2 separate regions of the Mus musculus genome follow, and region 1 is linked to region 2. Evidence: chromatin contacts called from public Hi-C data. All regions are on one chromosome and are shown on one strand. The core of a region is the stretch at or near the end of the contact, and the rest is flanking DNA. Distances in the headings are between cores, read along the strand shown. Region 1 has its middle 22 kb from the start of 4831407H17Rik. Region 2 overlaps Cacna1d (calcium channel, voltage-dependent, L type, alpha 1D subunit).

Region 1 (3,771 bases), core at 476-2,975, 310 kb before region 2:
GTATCTAGTGATGAAAATGATCAAAAATGAGGAAAGCCACAATTCAAATAAGAAAAGACCATCAACTATTGCCAATACTGAGATGAATCAGGTGTTGGAATTATTTGGCAAAGATTTTCGTCATCAGCATAAAAATGCTTCGAGAATCAATTGCAAATTCCCTCTAGATAAGCAAAAATATTAAATAATGTCAGCAAAGAAAATTATAAAAATGAGTCAAATAGAAATCATAAAATTTAAAAATTTAGTAATTAGAATAAAATTTTTGCTGGACAGATTGAGTACTGGGTAGAGATGGCAGTGAACAGAACTCATAAATTGAAAATGAGCTGATAGAATTTAATTATCTGAACCATTAGAAGAAAATAGATTGAAAAAAATTTATCAGAGCCTTAGAGACCTTCAGGACATTAACAAGAAAATGAACACTTGTATCATGAGAGTTCTATAAGGAGAGGAGGAAGGGGATGTTGTTGATGTGCGTTCATAAGAAGTAATAGCAGTTGCTAAGAACTTACCGAAAAAGTTTGGCTAGGGAGAAAAACCTACATATTCAAGAATTGAGTAAACTCTGATAAAATAAACACAAAGAAATATTTATCAAGACTTGTAATTAAACTTCTGAAAAACAAGAAAAAAGTTTTAAACTCTCCATTTAAAGTTTAAAGGGCAGCAGATTTTCTGTCTGACACTACGAAGGGCATGGAGCAGTGACACAATGTTTTCATATTTTCAGCCATTACTAGACAAGACCATCGGATGCCAAATGCATTCTCAAGAGAGATCATTTTTTAAGGAACGAGAAAAGAAGCAAATCTATTTTGTTGTTGTTATTACTGTTTACTTGGTCTCTAGAGATTAAACTACCAAGAAAGATGTGCGCACTTGTGCAATAGTGGCACCACAGGCACAGGAGTAACCAACTGCTCTCTGGTTGGATTTGAACCCCACTCCACTGGAGGGAATACATCTCTGATACTGGAAACCTGGTTAAAAAAGCTCATGGTGGAAGATCAGGCCCTATGTGGGAATTGAATAACGTTGTTTAGCCAAATTGATATGGCATGTCAAGTAGCCCTCTGGAGATTTATGTTGATACCATAGATAAACGTTACTCTCAGCATTAATTAGAAAAAAAATCTCTCTCTAGCAAATGGTGATGAGCACAGAAATTCATGATACAAGGCATTGAGTTGTAGCCAAGTCATGTATCCCATACTAAGGCTCAAGGAACACTGTGAATGCGAGGGTGAAAGAATGGGAAAGCAGAGAACGAGAAGGGCTGTGTAATAGCCTTTCATGGGCAAAACACAGCCCTTCCAGTCAGAAAGCCACAGCAGGTCTGGATGTCTGCACTAGGTCCACATAAGAATGGGCCCATCCACAGTCAGGCCCGAGTGGAGGAGGATCCTTACTAGTGAACTATCTCTCCCTCGAGGAGAGGGAGAAAATCATACCTTGAAAGAAGGTGGACTTTTGTTACAGAGACTAGAACCTGAGACATGATTAGAAGTGGCCTGTTCAAGGTCATATAATGAATCACAGACACAACTGCTATCCCAAGTGTCAGAAAATAAAGGTACCTTGGGGTCAGAGAGATGGCTCAGTGGCTAAGAGTGCATACCGTTCTTCTTGGAGGACCCAAGTTCAGTTCTCAGCACCCACATAGGACAACTCACAACTCACAGAGGGAAATTCCAGCTTCAGGGGATTCATTGTCCTCTGCAGGCCTCCGCAGGCACACACACACACACACACACACACACACACACACACACACACACACACTTGTACACACATGCACATGTATACACACATGCACACATACACAAAGAGACACATACATGTACACACACTTGTACACACACATATATGCACATGCACACATGTACAAAAATAAAACAAATCTCAAAAAAAAAAAAAGGTGACGGCTCCTCCTAATCCCCTCTTCAAGGGGACAATGTCCCCTTCCATGTCCCTTCTTCTTCTCAGAGATCCTGGTGATTTCCATTTCTGCTTTACAGAACTTGGAACCAGACCCTCATGTGGGTCACTGTCATTGTGAAATTGCTGGCTCCTTCAGCCCCTGCAGCATCCTGTTACACATAGAGACTTTGCGTGGCAACACTTTGTATCTTTCACAATCCTCTCTACTTCCCCTTCCAAAATGTATCTGGGCTTTTCTAGATGTCCTCGCCCAAGGGAGAATGAGATTTCAAGACGGATTTTGTCTACATTATAATTATGGTTAGGGACAGCCCAGTGGGTGTCTTGGTAACATGGGTTTTGTCATACCGCCTTTTCTTTATGTCATTGAATGCAAAGGACTAGCTTTCCTTTAGCAGTCTTTGAAATACCTAAGGGAAGAACAGAATTAAAGATGTAAACATGTATCAAAGTATAAAAAAAATGGGTAAGTTGTGAGAAGAATATTAAAATGAATGTCAGTGGAGACCGTGCCTAATTTAATTATAAAGTTTTAATTAACCAATACTATTAAGCACTTCTGCTCTCCCAACCTTTCAACTATATTCTGTTCCTCATTTTTTATAGATTTTAAATATGAAAATGATGTTTATTTAGTTGTGCATTTTTGAATTGTGGGTAAATTATTTTATTTTTTGAGTTGTGTTTTTACTATGTCATGCAGGAACTCATGATCTTCTTGCCTTCTAAGTACTGGGTTTATAGGTGTGCCACCACAACGCCTGGTTATAGTACGCTATTGATTTACACACAAACACACACACACACACACACACACACACACACACACACACACACACACATGGGATTCAGATGTTCTATCTAGCTGAAGTTCATTTATTCCACTGTTGTGTAGTCTTGTAGCACAGTGGTTAAGCCATTGTCCTGTTGTCGGAGACTTTGGGAGTTTCCGGTGTTATTCCTTACTAACAAATGCTGCAAGAGCAGGCTTGTCCTGTGTCTTAGGGCAGTGGTAGAGGTTTTCTCTGAGATGTGTGTACTTCTTGGTTAGATTTGGTCTCAGATCTACTGCTTGTGTTTCTGCAGTTCTGCTTTGTACTGCAGGTAGCTGCCACCCTCGGGTTGTGCGTTTTGGCTTTTGTCTCAGCTGGCTTGGTAAGTGGAAGGAGCTGCTTGAGAAAAGATTGGAGCGTACAGCCAAGTATTTCCCCATTTTAGCTAGGGCTTTACTGCTGTGAAGAGATACCATGATCAAAGCAACTCTTAGAAAGAGCAACGTTTAATTGGGGCTGGCTTACAGGTTCAGAGGTTCAGTCCGTTATCCTCAAGGCAGAGCACAGCAGTGCCCAGGCAGGCACAGAAGGAGCTGAGGGTTCAGCATCTTGTCCTGGAGGCAAACAGGAGAAGCTTGACTTCCAGGCAGCCAGGACTAGGGTCTTAAAGGCCCACAGTGACGGCCACACCCACTCCAACAAGGCCACACCCACTCCAACAAGGCCACACCCACTCCAACAAGGCCACACTTCCTAATAGTGACGCTCCCTGTGCCAAGCATATATAAACCATCATATCACCCTTCCACTCCCCTAGCCCTGTCTTGAGCACTATCTCTGGAAAAGGCAATGGCTGAGTCAGATTTGGAGCAGGCGTACTATGAGTCAAGCTTCTGGTAAGTGACTACTGTCCATCCAATTTCATAGCTCGCTTTCTCTCTTGGCCTCTCTGTCGTAAGGGTTAGCACTGTGAAGGGACAAGGAATAAGTATTTTAGGCTTTGTAGGTCATACCCTCTCTGTTACACTTTATGCAATCCTTTGGACAGATG
Region 2 (4,365 bases), core at 1,501-4,000:
TATAAAAGTGGAAAGAAGGTTCCAGCACACAGTTCACAAGAAGAAAGCTGCATGGTATATAAGCAAAGAAATGAGGAGGACATTGCTGGGTGTTTTGGGCAGTGCTGGCAGGCATGTTATATGACACAATCATTTTGAAAAAGCCTTTAGTAGTCGCTTATAAAGCTACAGTAATGATATGACCTAGCAATTCTAATTATACGGTATCTATGTAAGAGAAAGAAACTTACACTAAAAGTATATGTGTTTGTAGTGGGTTTATTCATAATTATTTTAAAGTAGAAATAACCCAATGTCCATCAAATGGTACAGTGAGCAGATCAGTTGTGATTTATCCATGTGGTACAGTACTTCTCAGTGACAGGGAGAAGGGAGTGTTACTGAGAGGGCCACTAAGAGGGCTTAGTGGGAAAGGTGCTTGCTGTGCAAGCCAAGCGACCTGAGTTCTAGCGCCAGAACCCACATAAAGATGGAGGAGAAGCAACTCAACCAAGCTGTCCCCAACTTCCATGTGCATGTGCACCCTACACAAGACACACATATGTGCACATGCACACACACAACATTAGGTTGTTTTGTTTTGTTTTTTAATTACTGATAATGTTAGCAATACTGATGAATCTCAAAAACATTTTGGGGTGAGGAAAATGAAGCCTCGAAATGACACATATGATGATTCTGGTTAGTAAACAGCAGTGAGCAGAGAAGACAGACCAGTAGTCCTGAGCTGGGGATGGGGCATGAATGGACTCACATGACTGATGGAAGTGGTCTGTATTCCGACTAAGCATAGACCTCAAAAAGAATAAACCTGCTGCAAGTAATTTTATCTCAACCTGAGTCTGAATAAAACTTAATGAGTTTGTCTTAGTCAGGGTTTCTATTCCTGCACAAACATCATGACCAAGAAGCAAGTTGGGGAGGAAAGGGTTTATTCGGCTTACACTTCCATACTGCTGTTCATCACCAAGGAAGTCAGGACTGGAACTCAAGCAGGTCAGAAAGCAGGAGCTGATGCAGAGGCCATGGAGGGATGTTCTTTACTGGCTTGCTTCCCCTGGCTTGCTCAGCCTGCTCTCTCATAGAACCAAGACTACCAGCCCAGAGATGGTCCCACCCACAAGGGGCCTTTCGCCCTTGATCACTAATTGAGAAAATGCCTTACAGTTGGATCTCATGGAGGCATTTCCTCAACTGAAGCTCCTTTCTCTGTGATAACTCCAGCTGTGTCAAGTTGACACAAAACTAGCCAGTACAGAGTTGTTTTGTGGGTCTCTGTTACAAAAGACCACAGCCCTGTTTCCTAGTTTAGCATCTGCCTCTCATCCCCTGCCTCAGCCTTTAACATTCCTCTGGACTCCTCCCCTGCTCTGTAGCCATTCTGGACTGACCTGTCCTCATAGGTGTCTTGCCTTGGTGCCTTCGTCTCCAGGGTCTTTGGCCTGGAGTGTCCTCCGTGAAGACTTTCAATTGCCTCAGGAAATCTCTTAATCATTGAGGTCCAGCCCTTCTCTTAAAGCTGGGACTAGACTTGGTGTAAATTTTGCAGTTGTCATTTGTCCACCACCCTTCATGCCTGTCAAGGCCACCAACCCTGGAACTGTACCATATGCATCTCCAGTTACCGGCACCAGACACCTACATAGCCAGTGTTCAGGAGTGCAGACTTTCATACCACCCACACATAATCGAGCCCAGGAGAGTCAGGCTGGTGGTGTTACACATTTCCAGGGGATACAGCACTGAGGTCTTCGATGTTGAAGTCACATGTAGCTTATCACTGCTGTACAAGGTAGACCCACCAAGCATAGCATTTTGGGACCACCTTACTTATGTGTATGGGATCATGTATCCCAGGAAACTCAGCTGTGAGCTATTAAGAGTCCTCAGTAGAGTTATCTGTGCCATTTGTCCCATTGAAAACTGCAGAGCAGAATAAAAACAAGGCACAACTTGCTGGATCCAGATCTACTCAAAGCCTGTCCTTTGCAGCCTTCCTGGGTTCTATGTGTTTGACATAGCAACACAGCCAAGTCAGCCGGGGCTACAATGTAGCCAGCTGGGGCTACATTGAGGCAGCTTAGATTTTCCTCCTAAGTCATACCTAGAGGAAGTGCCCTCCTCCCAGACACTGAGGCAAGCAAGGCCAGGAGAAAAGGGACTTTGCAGCCTGGCTGGTTCGTTCCTGGATTCTAGGTCTGTGGTCCGTAACTGTCCTCTTGTGGCAAGGAGATGGAGAATGTTTTCCACAAGGAGACAGGCAGAGGGAGAAAATGTCTTCCTCTAATTACAAACAGAGACGGGAAGGTGGGCGGGGACATGTCACATGTCTGTTTGGTTCTGCTCATTTTATTTTTATGAAAACACGACTCAATATTGGATGTTCTCCTAAAGGTATATTTTGAGCATTGCTAGTTAGGAAGGGCACCTGGTGACTCAGCACGAAGACACATGTCCCACTCAGCTTTGACACCTACGAGGCGCCAGAGGAACGGCAGAGACCTGAGAAAGGATTAAAGGCTTCCCTAAACAGAAAGCTATGGCCACGGACTGTTTTTCTCTGTCAAATCGTTTCTCTGTAACGACTAAGCTGCTACACAAGACACATATACTAAGCTGAGTGGTCCTGCCCCACCGACCTCCACAGATCACAAGCTACACGGTGCCTACAAGAGCTTCGTGTGTGTACCGGTGCAGCCTTGAATCTGCTCGTGAGTCTGTGGATGTCTGGGTTCTCTAACCCACTTGCAGGCTGCATATGTCAGACCCTGCAGTTATTTATAGCCAGCGGAGGGGAAGTGAGAGCACGATTCCTTCACAATTATACTTTTTAGAGCTATATGTTCAGACCAGCAGTTTACATCATGGGGCCTCTTCTTCACTTCTGTGCTGCTGGGTCCTGTCTTTCCTGCCTACGCTATAGAGTCAGCCTTTATTACTCAGTAAAGTTGGTCGGCCTCTGAGATGCCATACTCACCCATGGTCTAGGGAGCAACGTTTGCTTGTTTTTCAGCCGTCGATGGCGTCGCTGGAACCGGTTCAATCGCAGGAGGTGCAGGGCTGCCGTGAAGTCTGTCACGTTTTACTGGCTGGTGATTGTCCTGGTGTTTCTCAACACTTTAACTATTTCCTCTGAGCATTACAATCAGCCAGACTGGCTGACACAGATTCAAGGTATGGCCGGAAGGTGTTCTTCTGTTCTGAATTTGAGATGCTTGTCAGTAGCTAACTGCTAACTGCTGGTCAGTATCCAGCTGTGGTAGAATAAGTTAGTAGGACTAACTGAGATGGTAAAGAACCATTCAGACTCAAGCAAGCCCTGGGACAGATGTACAGCTCACACCATGCAGTGTCCGCTAACTTAGGCCCCAAACTTGAGATAGCCCAGGACCAAGGAATTTTGGAATTGAGAGGCACTTCTCCCTGCCATATTGGAAGAGTTACCCTCACTTTAGTATATTTGGTCAGTAATTTTGATTCTGCTACTTTAAGTGACTAGAACAGGGGTACATAGAGGCCATCTCCAAAAGAGCCCGTTCTAGACCGGACAGTTTAGAATTCTTGAGCTGTCCTTCTGTATATTCGCTTCTGCTACTCTCAGCCTGTGGGACATCATTTTTTGTTACACACACACACGTGCACACACACACACACACACACACACACTTTGGAACTTTGGAGATGACTGGGTAAGCAGAGTAACTGCTGTGTAAGCATGAAGGGCTGACTTCAGGTCCGCAGAACACCCGTGTGAAAAGCTAGGCCTGGCAATGTATGTCTGGAACCCCAGCTCCTTGGGGTAGAGAGGATCACTAGGACTAGCTTGGGTTCAGGGAGAGGGTATCTCGGGGGAATATGGCAGAGATGGATACAGCAGAACATGCAACATCTTATCTGGCGCCAGCATATGGTCACCCCTACATGCATGTGTTCATCATACACACATACACAGTCCCCCATACAGGTAGCAAAAATAAATAAAAACTAAAACCTGACCCTAGGGTGCTATAAGAGGTTACTCATCAATGTTGGTTTCAATTGTTTATCTATTTATTTATTTTGTCTTTGTGTATGAGGAAGTATGTATGGAGATAGGAGTGTTAAAAAAGCATAGTATGATCTTAATGCAAAATCTTCAAAGAGTTTAGTGGTGAGAAGTCCAGAAATTCACATAGTGAGCACTTCTACCATTTTATAGTCGGTGAAATTGAGTTGTAGGAAAAAAAAGCAGAATACTTGTACAGACTCATAGCTGGGGTGTGCCCAACAACAAGGATGTTCCCCGTTGCTGGTGCAGCAAGGAGACAGGATAAGGCCATCTACATCTGCCGTGGGCACTGATAAAGGGAAGGTGAAGGAAGACGG

Evidence for each region. Hi-C and Micro-C count contacts between places; a contact is called where the count stands out from the background.
Region 1: a contact with region 2 is called in a Hi-C map of bone marrow-derived macrophages, with 23 read pairs. The contact joins two enhancer-like sites. A contact is called at or near these places in 1 of 15 datasets of contacts at CTCF or cohesin (large pre-B cells), 3 of 484 Hi-C or Micro-C datasets (bone marrow-derived macrophages, embryonic fibroblasts and embryonic stem cells) and 11 of 115 datasets of contacts at active chromatin or transcription factors (bone marrow-derived macrophages, differentiating embryonic stem cells, double positive thymocytes and 5 more).

What each region holds. Positions count from the first base shown.
Region 1 is chr14:30,433,870-30,437,640 of GRCm38.p6, reverse strand. It overlaps a transcript of Cacna1d not described here. Among named protein-coding and RNA genes, the nearest start is that of 4831407H17Rik, 22 kb to the left of the region's middle. Within about 2 kb of position 1,725, at least 32 of the 459 cell types and tissues checked have an H3K27ac peak or open chromatin away from gene starts, as enhancers often do. A contact at or near this core is called in bone marrow-derived macrophages, where this site is marked.
Region 2 is chr14:30,123,591-30,127,955 of GRCm38.p6, reverse strand. Cacna1d (calcium channel, voltage-dependent, L type, alpha 1D subunit) reads left to right here. Exons shown (of 47, transcript NM_001083616.2): 12 at 3,014-3,174. Among named protein-coding and RNA genes, the nearest start is that of Gm52106, 53 kb to the right of the region's middle. Within about 2 kb of position 2,750, at least 68 of the 459 cell types and tissues checked have an H3K27ac peak or open chromatin away from gene starts, as enhancers often do. A contact at or near this core is called in bone marrow-derived macrophages, where this site is marked.